2 separate regions of the Callithrix jacchus genome follow, and region 2 is linked to region 1. A link is a contact called in public Hi-C data. All regions are on one chromosome and are shown on one strand. Each heading gives the region's core, a stretch centred on a gene start, on an enhancer-like site or on the middle of the called end of the contact. The rest is flanking DNA. Distances are from core to core; before and after follow the strand shown.

Evidence for each region. A called contact is a pair of places that touch in the nucleus more often than the background predicts.
Region 2: a contact with region 1 is called in a Hi-C map of skeletal muscle, with 6 times the contacts expected there. The contact joins the enhancer-like site here to the promoter of RAD18 in region 1. A contact is called at or near these places in 3 of 3 Hi-C or Micro-C datasets (induced pluripotent stem cells and skeletal muscle).

Annotation. Positions count from the first base shown.
Region 1 is chr15:66,168,837-66,174,865 of calJac240_pri, forward strand. It overlaps RAD18 (RAD18 E3 ubiquitin protein ligase), which reads right to left and starts at 1,855. Exons shown (of 13, transcript XM_017965050.4): 1 at 1,718-1,855. The coding sequence starts at 1,768.
Region 2 is chr15:66,494,856-66,501,353 of calJac240_pri, forward strand. No RefSeq gene overlaps it. Among named protein-coding and RNA genes, the nearest start is that of SRGAP3, 42 kb to the left of the region's middle. Within about 2 kb of position 5,231, at least 4 of the 16 cell types and tissues checked have an H3K27ac peak or open chromatin away from gene starts, as enhancers often do. A contact at or near this core is called in skeletal muscle, where this site is marked.

The sequences.
Region 1 (6,029 bases), core at 605-3,104:
AGCAAAAATTAGGTGAGAAATTGGCAGATATGTTATAAAAGAGTTTAAAATAATGAAGGAGGCTGGTTTCCAAACCTTAAGATTCTATGATTCTAATGTGAGCAAAAAATATGGGCTCAATCAACTCTCTGGTTGAACAATCACTGAACACTCTGTGGTATCAAACTCTATATTCAGTGCCGTGGTGAGATACCAAAGTCAGAGAAGACATGGAACCTGCCTCTAAAGAACACTGAAATTGTGGGAATATGTAAAATATGCTTAAATCTACAAAGCAGGAGCTTTACAGGTTACAGAGTTCTTTTACTTTCCTTATCCAAATCAAGCTTCATGACAACAAATTAAAAGGGGAGAGAAGCACTTAGCACAGTGCTAATAATAGTAATAAAATATATTCATTGAATGCTTACTACATTCCAGATACTTTCAATCAAGCAGCAAATAATACTTGAGCACTCACTTTCTGTCAGGCACCGCATCAAGCACAATGAATAAGCCTGCAGAATCTGCACCCACACACATGAACTCATTTATTTAATCAACCCTATGAACTGTTTATTTTTGTCTCTAATTTATAGTTGAAGAAATTCAGGCTCAGAGAGGTTATGTTACTAACTGAAGGTCACACAGCTAAGAGGCAGAGATCAGATTTCACCCAGGACCACTAGAATTCAAATCTGTGCTCTTTTCCACGGCATCTTGGTGCCAAGCCCATCACAACTTCGAAACCACCGCTTTCCTGGATCCTTTCACAATGTCAGCTTCTCGTCATGCAGATATCTCAAGTCCCCAAGACCTCTAAATATCACGGATGACAGCAGGAAGAACAAGGCCTTATACTTATTTTAGCCTTCACTTAATTCTAAAGTCAACTTTATGAGCCAGTGGGACAGATACTATAATCCCCAAGACTACAAAACTGAGGAAGAGAAAAAGGCTATCTTAGCCACTGTCAGAAACAAAAATAATCACAGAGCAAAAAGAAACACCAAACAACTGACTTTTAGCCAGCACGGGAATGTGCATCTGCTCTTGAGCAAATCCAGGGACCACCACTACGTAAATGGAAACTGTTGCCTTGCCAAAACAGAAAGTGGCTACAAAAATAAGTGTTATTTAACTGAAATAATTCGATGCAATGAAAGATGACTGCTGAATCTTGATCTTTGTTTAAAAGACAGAGAGATGAGCAATTGTTACAGAAGAGATAGGACGTGTGAGGGAGGAGCTGGGGCAGTATGTCGGTACAAACCAGCAGTAGGTTTATTGAGAATAATCAGAAGAGCCTGTAAAGGAGACTACCTGCTTGGCTACGTGATTACATACATGTTACTTGATAAAGTGTCCACCCAAAATCATGTCCGGTGTCACTGTTTAGTGCTTGACACAAAGTAAGCTTTCAGTGAAGGTTAGCTGACAATGTCATTGTTTAGAACAGCTGTTTTTCTCCATGTTACTGTTCGGATTGGATCGCAGAATATCTGGTTCCATTAGACTGTCAACCTCAGCTCACCAAGCTTGTCCTTGTCACTTATCAAAGGAGTAAACTGAGACCCAGAGCCACGCGGTCGGCTAGTGACAGAGCAGAGCCGGGTACTATGGCCCAGTGCGACTCTCGCGCCTCATTTTTTCTCCTCAAGGCGAGGACATCCTCCTCAAAGGGAGGGACCGCCCCCCGCAGGCACCCGGGAGCCCCCAACCTCCCCGAAGCACTCACCTTCATAACTGCCAGGCCCGGCGGCCACCGAGGCTCGGTTAGGGAGTCCATGGTCGCTCCTGAAGATGCTGGGGTCTACCACTCAACTAGCCTCCGGCGCTCCAATACCACTCGAAATTCCCCGCGCTATCGCATTACGTCACAACCCGCGACGCGCCAGAGGCGGGCGCGGAGCCTGCCGGAAATTGTAGTAGGATGTGGGCGGGGCGCTGCTGATGGTGCTTGTACTGCGCCTGCGCTAGGCTATGTCCGCTACTGTGTAATATCTCTCCCATATTACAACACTGGGAGGTAGGTGTTATCATTGTCAGTTTACACAAGCGGAAACTACTCCGGAAAAGCTGAATAGAGTTTCGAGTCAGATTCGAAACAGGACCTCTGGAGTTTAAATAGGAGCTCTTCCTTTTAATCATATTAAAATTTTAATGTACAGTTTTTCTTCAGAGAGAAGCACTATTAACTTCGGCATATAGCCTTCCAGATATTTCCTATGCAAATTGGCAAAGATTCTTGGCTTGACCAAACTTTAGTCAGGCTCCTGAACCTTCTCCTAGGCCAATCTGTGTACTTCGTGATAAAATCCAGTTTTAGCAAAGAACTCTGCTAAATCAAGTTAGCAATATCCCCACCCTTGAATCCTTGCCCTTGATATTCCCACCAAGTTAGCAAGAATCTGGGAAGGGACATTTCGGAATCCATATAGGCTCATGGCAAAATCCGAATATCCCACAATAAAAACTAGAAACCAGCTATCTGAAAATGCCTTGCAATGTGTGGATTCTCACACAGTTGAAACCTCTGTTTTGATTCAGTAGGTTGGAAACACTCTTTTTGTAGAATCTAGGAAGGGACATTTTGGAGCCCATTGAGGCTTAAGATGAAGAACACGCCCCACGTGGTCCATGCACTGATTCATTTCACAAATATTTTCTGAATGCTTACAACGGGCCAGGCACTTGAGCTTTCTTGGGAAGCAGGCAGAGATTAGACTGTTATGGCCATCTTACAAATGAGGACACTGAGGCTCAGAAAGCTTAAGACTTCACTCCTCTGAGTTCTCTTCATAAGAACCCTCTAGTCTCTTAGCCAAAGCTGTATTCAATTGATTTTTCCCAGCTTGCACCCAAATACTTACTGGGCAGTAATATTAATACTAATAGCATTTAGAGAAAGGACTTTAGACTTTGGAGGCTGAGGCGGGTGGATCACAAGGTCAAGAGATCAAGACCATCCTGGTCAACATGGTGAAACCCCGTCTCTACTAAAAATACAAAAAATCAGCTGGGCATGGTGGCGCGTGCCTGTAATCCCAGCTACTCAGGAGGCTGAGGCAGGAGAATTGCCTGAACCCAGGAGGCGGAGGCTGCAGTGAGCCAAGATCGCGCCATTGCACTCCAGCCTGGGTAAGAAGAGCGAAACTCCGTCTCAAAAAAAAGAGAAAGGACTTTAGTATCCATTACAGTAGTAGCTGGCATTTATTAGGCACGTGTATGCAAAACACCATTCTAAGTTTTTTACACATATGCACTTATTTGACTTATTCACAAGGCACCCTGCTGGTAGTGGAAGATGAAAGATTTGAACTCAGTCTGGCTTGAGAGTCCATATTGACCACAACAGAATATTCTCATAAGGCCTTCATCATGAGAACTAAGTCTTAGAGAGGTAAAGGAATTCATATAAACCACAGTTTGTCAGTGGCATTATCCAGGATGGAACCTAGGTCTTTTAACCTAAAACCAGAAGAAATCACCCACTGATAATTTTTTGAGAAACAGTTAAGTAAACCAAGTCAAGGGGCAGAGCCAGGTCTGAGAATCTCAGGTTGTTGGACCTAGTGGGACTCCCAAAAGGAAGATGAGGAATGGAGGTTTATGGTGCCAACCCCCACCCTTATGCTTTGTATCAGGCAATCATAGAACGGCATTCAAATGCATGCCAGGCTGAGCTGGAAGAGGTTGGATAGTTCTGGATGCAGGGGCAGTAGGGTCTTGGAGAGATAAGGGAAAAGCATCTAAGACCAGGTCCGTGGACTGAGTGAACCAGTAATTGTTTTTTCACAATACTAGTCGGACAAGGTAATTAGGTTTTTCTTTTCCTTTTTTTCTTTTTCTTTCTTTCTTTTTTTTTTTTTTTTGAGACGGAATCTCAAACTGTCGCCCAGGCTGTAGTGCAGGGCACAATCTCGGCTCACTGCAATCTCCGCCTCCTAGGTTCAAGCCATCCTCCTGCCTCAGCCTCCCGAGTAGCTGGGACAGGCGTGCGCCACCATACCCAGTTAATTTTTTTGTATTTTTAGTAGAGATGGGGTTTCACCATGTTGGCCAGGATGGTCTCGATCTTCTGACCTCATGATCCGCCCGCCACGGCCTCTTAAAGTGCTGGGATTACAAGGCCTGAGCCACCGTGCCCGGCCCAATAATAAGGTTTAAGGTGACAAATGGCTGGGAAGGTGAGAGAGGAAGAGAGAGGAGATGAGGAAAAAAAAAAAAAAGAATGGGGAAGGAGAAAGGCAGAGAGAGAAAAGACCGGGACAGAAATGTACTCTTTGCATTCAACCGTGGAGACAGATTTGGAAGGAGGCAGTACTTGCCTTGGTCCTGGAGCCAAAATTTATCTCCCTATCTATGGAGAGCCTCCAGGACAGGACCCGGTGCCATTCATCTCTGAGTGTCTGCCAATAGCTGCTGGGTGAGGCTGAATGAATGGATGAATCAGTGACTCAGCCCACATTCCCATAAATCTTTTCCTCCCAGGCTGAACATTTCTCTTCCTGCCATCTTCAGCAGCACCCAGGGAGATAGATCCCATCAAGCTCACCGGAAGGAAAGTTCAAGAACACAAGCTCACATTCAGCTCAGGAAAAGGCATTTGTCTTGGGTGTTTATCCAACCCTGGGAGCCATTCTTCTCTTAACAAGCTGCTGTTTGTATGGACTTTCTCCTTCTGTTCGATCAATAAAGATATTCCTTATTCAGGACTAAAAACAAAATGTTCCATGTAAAATAAAAGCAGGCTAGTGTTCAGTGGAACCTTCTGTGGCACACAGCACACAGTGAAGATCCAGAATAGGGTGGCCAGATAAAACACAAGTTGCTCAGTGAATGTGAATTTCAGAAAAAAGCAAACAACATTTAGTGTAAATCTGTCCCAAAAATTGCACACAGCATACTTATATTAACCAATTATTGGTTGTTTACTTGAAATTCTAATATTTAACTGGGTGTCCTGTATTTTTATTTGCCAAATCTGACAACCCTAATTAGGGAAACATTACAACTGAGTGTGGGGCCTACCCTGGATTAAGCTGGGAATGTTCTGTGGCCCCTGAGCTCCTTCCCAAGTTCTCTTCATCCTTTTCCTCTCTGCCCAGCACTCTCTCTTCCTTAGGCCCCATCTTCCTCATTCTAGTTATGGGAAAGGGGGAATTAAAGGAGCTCCCTTCCTTCCTTCTTTCCCTCCTTCCCTCCTTCCTTTCTTCCTTCTTTTCTTTCTTCCTTCCTCCCTGCCTCCATCTCTCCCTTCCTCCATTCATTAAAAAAAAAATGTTTATTAAGCTGCTCCCCACTTGTGCCAGGTGCTAGACTACAGAGGTGAACAAGACAGATGTGGTCTCTGCTCTCCAGGAGCTGGCACCCTGGGGGTGAGCATGGAACCAGGACAAAAAAAGAGTGTATGTAAGAAAATGAGTAAGATAATTGCATAAAAGAGTAATTGATGTAAAAAAAAAAAAAAAACAATAAAAGAGGGTGATGAAATAGACAGAGGAGGGGACACTGTAAGTTGGATGACCCCGGAGGCTCCTTCTGAGGAAATGACGTATGTGCAGAGACCCAGCTGATAAGAGAGAAGCAGCTATGCAAAGACCCAAAGACCCCAGAAGTGGAGATTTCCATGCTTAGTAAAAAGTTGAGATTTTAATCCATGTTAACTTGGGCAAGTTATTGACCTCTCTGTGCTTCATTTTTCTCATCTGTAAAATGGAGATATTAGTATTTGCCTTACAGGGATGTTGGGAAAGTTACGGGAGTTATTGTAAGTAGAATGCCCCGAAGGGCACCTGGAAACTACTTAAGCCCTGTGTGAGTACCAGCTGTCATTAGTATTATGTTGCTATAAGCACAGGGGAAAGCCCTTAGAGGCTTTCAGCAAGGGTGTGATTTACATTTTCCAAAGGTAAATGCTGGGTGAGGAAAGGATCGTACAGTAGAAGGTGACAGGGGCTGAATGTGGGCGGGGCAGTCCAGAGGAGGTGAAAGTGCTGTGGACTCCAGTTGCAGGAAGCAGACCCTGCTTTGACCCTGTGATCAGG
Region 2 (6,498 bases), core at 3,981-6,480, 330 kb after region 1:
TAATTTTTGTATTTTTTTTAGTAGAGACGGGGTTTCACCATGTTGGCCACAATGGTCTCGATCTTTTGACCTCATGATCCACCCACGTCAGCCTCGCAAATTGCTGGGATTACAGGTGTGAGCCACTGCACCAAGCCCATTTTAACCATTTTTAAGTGTACAGTTCAATGACATTAAGTATATTTATATCATTGTGCAGCCATCACCACCATCCATCTCCAGAATTTTTTCATCGTCCCAACCTGAAACTCTGTACCCACTAAACATGAACTCCCCATGCTCCTCTTCCCCAACCTCTGGTAACCTCTACTCTACTTTCTCTATGTATTTGACTAATCTAGATAGTTCATGTAAGAGGAATCATGCATGTATATCCTTCTGTACCCGGCTTATTTCAATTAACGTAATGTTTTCAAGTTCATCTATCTTGTTGTATGTATCAGAATTCCTTCCTTTTAAGGCTGAATAATATTCATTTTATTCTTAGAGCACATCTTCTTTATCCATTCATCCACTGATGGACGTCTGGGGTTGCTTCCACTTTCCGGCTATTGCAAAGAATGCTGATATGAACATTAGTGTATAAGTATTTGTTCAAATCCATACATTCAGTTGTTTTGTGTATATGCCCAGAAGTAAAATTGCTGGATCATATGGTAATTTTATACTTAATTTTTTTAGGAACCATCATACTGTTTTCCATAATGGCTGTACCATTTTACATCCCACCAGCAATACATAAGGGTTTCAGTTTCTCCACATACATGCCAATGCTTGCTGTTGTCTTTTTTTAATAATAGTCACCCTAATGGACGTTGACAGTATCTCACTGTGGCTTCAGTTTGCATTTCCCTAGTGATTAGTGATGTTCAGCATCTTTTCATGTGCTTATTGGCCATTTATCCCATTCATTTTTAGAAGACAGAAAACAGATGGAGGAATGGTAGCCATGTTAGCAGAGTAAGGGAGGCCTGATGAGTCTTCTCTGACTTAGATACTTAGATTCTTTTTGTAAAAACGGTACATATACATTCTTCACTGGGTTCCCAGAGGCAGTATGGAAGCATAATAGTTAAGAGTACAGGTTCCGGATTCAGTTCGCCTGGGTGCTCAGCTTGGCTTTGCCACTTCTTATCAGCAGAGTGAATTTGGGCAGGTTAACTCACCATCCTGCCTCAGTTTCCCCATATGTAAAACAGGAAACATAATAATACCTACCAAATAGAATTATTGTGAGAATAACATGTGTAAAGCACTAAGCGTTGTGCCTAGCACACAGTACACATCCCTGAAGTATTAGTGATTATTATTATCATCCCCTATTATAGTTCCATCAGGATATACCGCCCCTGCCACCTTTAGTGTTTTGTTTTTTGTGGGGGTTTTGCTGTTGTTGTTGTCTGTTTGTTTGTTTGTTTTGAGACAGGGTCTTGCTCTGCCACCCAGGCTAGGGTGCAGTGATGCAATCACACCTCACTGTGGTCTCAACCTCTCAGGTTCAAGCAATCCTCCTACCTCAGCCTCCCAAGCAGCTGGGACTACAAGGTGCACCACCGCACCCAGCTAATTTCTTTATTTTTTGTAGAAACAGGGTCTCTCTGTGTTGCCCAGGCTGGTCTTGAACTCCTGGGCTCAAGCAAATCCCTGCTACCTTTCAATGTCCTTCCAAAAAGATCATTATGATTGAGTTACAGGTTAACAGACACAGAACACATAACTGGAATCCAACCCCTGTTCCTCAAGTTAGAAATAGCTATGTCCTAAAGACAAAGCTATGCAGGCCAGTGTCCTCCTCCACCTTGCTATTTTCCTGCTTGGGCAAAAACTAAAGACACTTGTAGGGAGGAATAATACACACGGTACTTAATAGCAGGAGCTTGAAGTCAGGCAAATTTGGATTAAAGTCTGACTTCCCACCTATTAACTACACGAGCATAAACGAATCACATAATATTATAGGCTGAATCGTGTGTCTCCAAAATGCGTATGTTGAAATCCTAATACCTAGTACCTCAGAATGTGACTAAATTTGGAGACAGGGTCTTTAACAAGATAATTAAGGTAAAATAAGGTCATTAAGGTGGACCTTAATTCCAACATGACTTGTGTCCTTAAAAAAAGAGAAAATTGCTCTTCTTTTCTCTGTGGCTCACGCCTGTAATCTCAGCGCTTTGGGAGGCCAAAGTGGGAGGATCATGAGGTCAAGAGATCGAGACCACCCTGGCCAACATGATGAAACCCCATCTCTACTAAGAATAGAAAAATTAGCTGGACATGGTGGCATGGCCTGTAGTCCCAGCTACTCGGGAGGCTGAGACATGAGAATCACTTGAACCCGGGAGGTAGAGGTTGCAGTGAGTCAAGATCTTGTGCCATGATCTCGGCTCACTGCACTCCAGCCTGGCGACAGAGGGAGACTTTGTCTCAAAAAAAAAAAAAAAAAGAGAGAGAGAGAGAAAATTAGGGCCAGGGGTGGTGGCTCACGCATGTAATCCCAGTACTTTGGGAGACGGAGGCAGGTGGATCACTTGAGGTCAGGAGTTCAAGACCAACTTGGCCAACATGGAGAAACCTGTCTTTACTAAAAATACAAAAATTATCCTGGCATTGTGATGAGTGCCTAATCCCAGCTATTCGGGAGTCTGAGGCACAAGAATTGCTAGAACCCAGAAGGTAGAGGGTGCAGTGAGTAAGGATTGTGCCACTACACTCCAGCCTGGGCAACAGAGTGAGACTCCATCTCAAAAAAAAAAAAGAGAGAGAGAGAGAAAAAATTAGGACATAGATGTGCATAGAAGGAAGGCCATGTGAAGACCAAGGAATAAGAAGGTCACCTACACACCAAGGAGAGAAGCCTCAGAAGACACCAACCCTTCTGACACCTTCATCTTTGAATTTTAGCATCCAGAATTGTAAGAAAATTAATGTCTGTTGCTTAAGCCACCTAGTCAATAGTACTTACAATTATGGCAGCCTTCGCATACTAATAAACTTGACCTCAGTTTTCTGAAAGATAAAATAGGAATAGACACACCTCATGAGATAATTGTATTAAATTGTGGAGAAATGAATCTACCACAGTGCTTGGCACATACTATGTGCTCAAGAAATGTAGGTTAGTATGATTCTTGTTTTATTATTATTATTAAAGCATAATTACTCTGGTCTTTCCGTAACAGAAGGAAAAAGAGAAGCTAGCTGACTAATTCAACTACAATTATCCATGACTTTATAATTAATCATCATGTCTTTAGTCTTGCCCTCTTCAAAACACTCTACACAATGTCACCAGAACATTCTTCCTAGTATAAAAATCTGGCTGTGATAGCTAGATGGCCAAACAATTCCACCCCTCCGTGTACGCACATGGCCCTCCTTCCACTAGAAATGGATCCTATGCCCTCTCCCCATAAATCTAAGCTATGCCTGTGACCCTTTGACCAACACAATGCAGAAGAAATGATGTCCTGGGACTTCCAGTTCCAGGCACTAAGGAGGCCTAGCAGCTTGAGCCACCAAGAACAGGATACTCTGCTGGAAAGAGTAGCCACGGGGAAAGACCTAGAAGGATTCAAAGAAATAGGAGCCACATGAAGAAACACCAAGGCTGGGTGGGGTGGCTCACACCTGTAATCTCAGCACTTTGGGAGGCCAAGGTGGGCAGATGACTTGAGGCCAAGAGTTAGAGACCATCCTGGCCAACATGGTGAAACTAAAATAGAAAAATTAGCTGGGACCTGTAATCCCAGCTACTCAGGGGGCTGAGGTGGGAGAATCACTTGAACCAGGGGGGTAGAGGTTGCAGTGAACCAAGATTGTGCCACTGCATTCCAGCCTTGGCAACAGAGTGAGACTCCATCTCAAAAAGAAAAAAGAAACATCAAGATAGTAAACATTCAGCCCAACGTGCATCCCCAGCCACCATGTTACTGCCACGGCAATAGCCAGACCAGCGGAAGAACAACCCAGCTGAGCCCCAGCCAACCCGCAGAATCGTGAGCTATCATAAAACGCTGCTGGATAGGCAAGGACATTTTTGGTGGTTTATTATACAGCTAAAAATAACTGAAACACTGGTCATGTCACTCACTGCTCTATTTAAAACCCTCGGTTTAGCCAGAAGAGTTGGCTCATGCCTATAATCCCAGCACTTTGGGAGGCCAAGGCAGGAGAATTACCTGAGCTCAGGAGTTTGAGACCAGCCTGGTCAACATAGTGAAACCCCATCTCTACTAAAAATACAAAAATTAGCTGGGCGTGGTGGCACACACCTGCAATCCCTGCTACTCAGGAGGCTGAGGCAGGAGATTGAAACTGGGAGGCAGAGGTTGCAGTGAGCCAACATCACGCCACAGCACCCTAGCCTGGGTGACAGAGTGAGACTCTGTCTCATAAAGAAACAAACAAACAAACACCCTTGGCTCCTCATAGCCAAATTTCTTAGAACTCACAAGGAACCTTCACAAGCTATGTGACTTCAACATGTTACTTCATCTCTCTATGCAACATCTTTCCCATATGCAAACTGAGGTAATAATAGCACCCTCCTCAAAGGACTGCTATGAAAATTAAAAGACAATATATGAGAGACACTTGGAACTAAGTGCTCAATATGTGTTAGCCACCATCAGCACCACCACCACCATCATCATCATTGTCATCACTACCACTATCCCCACCACCACCATACAGCCACCATCACCACCTCCACCATCATCATCACCAGCACCATCATCATCATTGTCATCACTATCACCATCCCCACCATCACCACTACCACCACCACCATTACCACCACCATCATCATCACCCCCACCACCATCATTGTCATCACCACCACTACTACCATCATCACTTCCACTACTATCATCACCACCACTATCACCACCATCATCACCTTGCTCTGCCTGACTCTATAGCCTCTTCCTTAACATCTCCTCATGTGCACTCTGGAGAACAATCATATTAAAATATTTTTCCCCAAAACATCACACTTCACAACTCTTTACCTTTGTACTTCCCATTTCTTCTGCCTGGAATGTCCTTTACCCATCTTGCCTGCCTGAGAAATTGCCATGTGTCTTTCTATGAAGCTCTCTCACATCTCCCCAGACGGTGAGGCATCCACCCCTGTGCTCCTTTGAGCACCTCGCTCTTGTCTGTAGAGAGGCTTCCCATCTTTGCCACCTGTATGGGTGGGCCTTGTCTCCTCAGCTAGACTCTGAATTGTTTAAGGACAGAGCCAGGGCTTGATTTATTAGCCAGCAAAGCATGGCATATACCAAGCTCTCAAGACATGTTCCAGGAATGGAAGGAGAAAGGAGTCTGCTTTAAGAGTAGTGGTTCTCAACAGGAGGGAGAGAGGGGAGAAATTTTGACCCCTAGGAGATAACTGGTGACATTTGAAGACATTTTTTGTTATCATGCAACAGAGGGGAGATGGAAGTGTTACTGGAAACTAGTGGGTAGTGGGTAGTGAACAAATGTCTGATGCTCAACATCAGACAATGCACGGGACCGCTGCCACGACAAGGAATGGTCCAACCCTAAATAGTCCAACCCTAAGCCAGGCTGTGCTGAGGTTGAGAAGTCTTGTTTTAGAGGATCATCACATGCTGGGGAGGGGAAAAAACAGACAGTTGGATGAACGCACAAGCTTAGCAGCCTGGCTGCCCACTCCCACCCCTCCCAGCTCAGCACCTCTAGGAACAGAGGCTACCAGGAAGGTATGGAAGGTAAATACGGGCTTAAATCTGGTTACCTTCCTTCCTCTCAATGTGATCCTCATCTTCCCTTGGTGAAGTTCCATTTTTTACTTCCTACAGTCTCTTCTGGCCCTGACTTTCTAGAATTCTGCATTTGTAGGTTGGTTCCTATTGTTTCATTCATGGCTAAAAGATGTCAATGCTGCATAGACTCTTTCACATGCCAAGAGAGGAGACATCCCAGGTAGCCTAGCATGAGTCACTGAGCCCTTGCATTACATCCGGGATGGCAGAAGTTAAGTGACCGCACATGCCTGAGATGCATTGTCCCTGCCTGCCCAGATAGGTGGCTTTGGGGTTCAGAAGAAACAGGAGGCAGGGAAGGTGGTCCTTGAAGGCTCCATGGCTAACTTAGCTTTAATCTCTAGAGGCCTCTGTGTCAGTCAAAGCATGCAGCAGGGAAGCAGGGAGACATCTGTAAAATGCGCTCTTTTGTACCACGTAAGAGCAGAAAGAAATCTCACTCTACAGACCTTGGCTTCTGTGAGGGATGGGTCCTGTAGAATTACAGTGAGCACAGTTGATGCCTGTGACTGCTGTGGGAGCCTGTGTTTGCTGAGGGGGCTGTGTTTGTTGTTTTTAACTGGCTTCAAGAAGAGGTAGAAGATTGAGTAGTAGTAAAAAGCTTCATCTTTGGCACCAGACAGGAATGAGCGTGGGACCCGCTTCTGTCATTACCTGTGTGACCCGGGATAAATGACTTAATCTTGTGTAAGCCTCGACAATGAGAGAG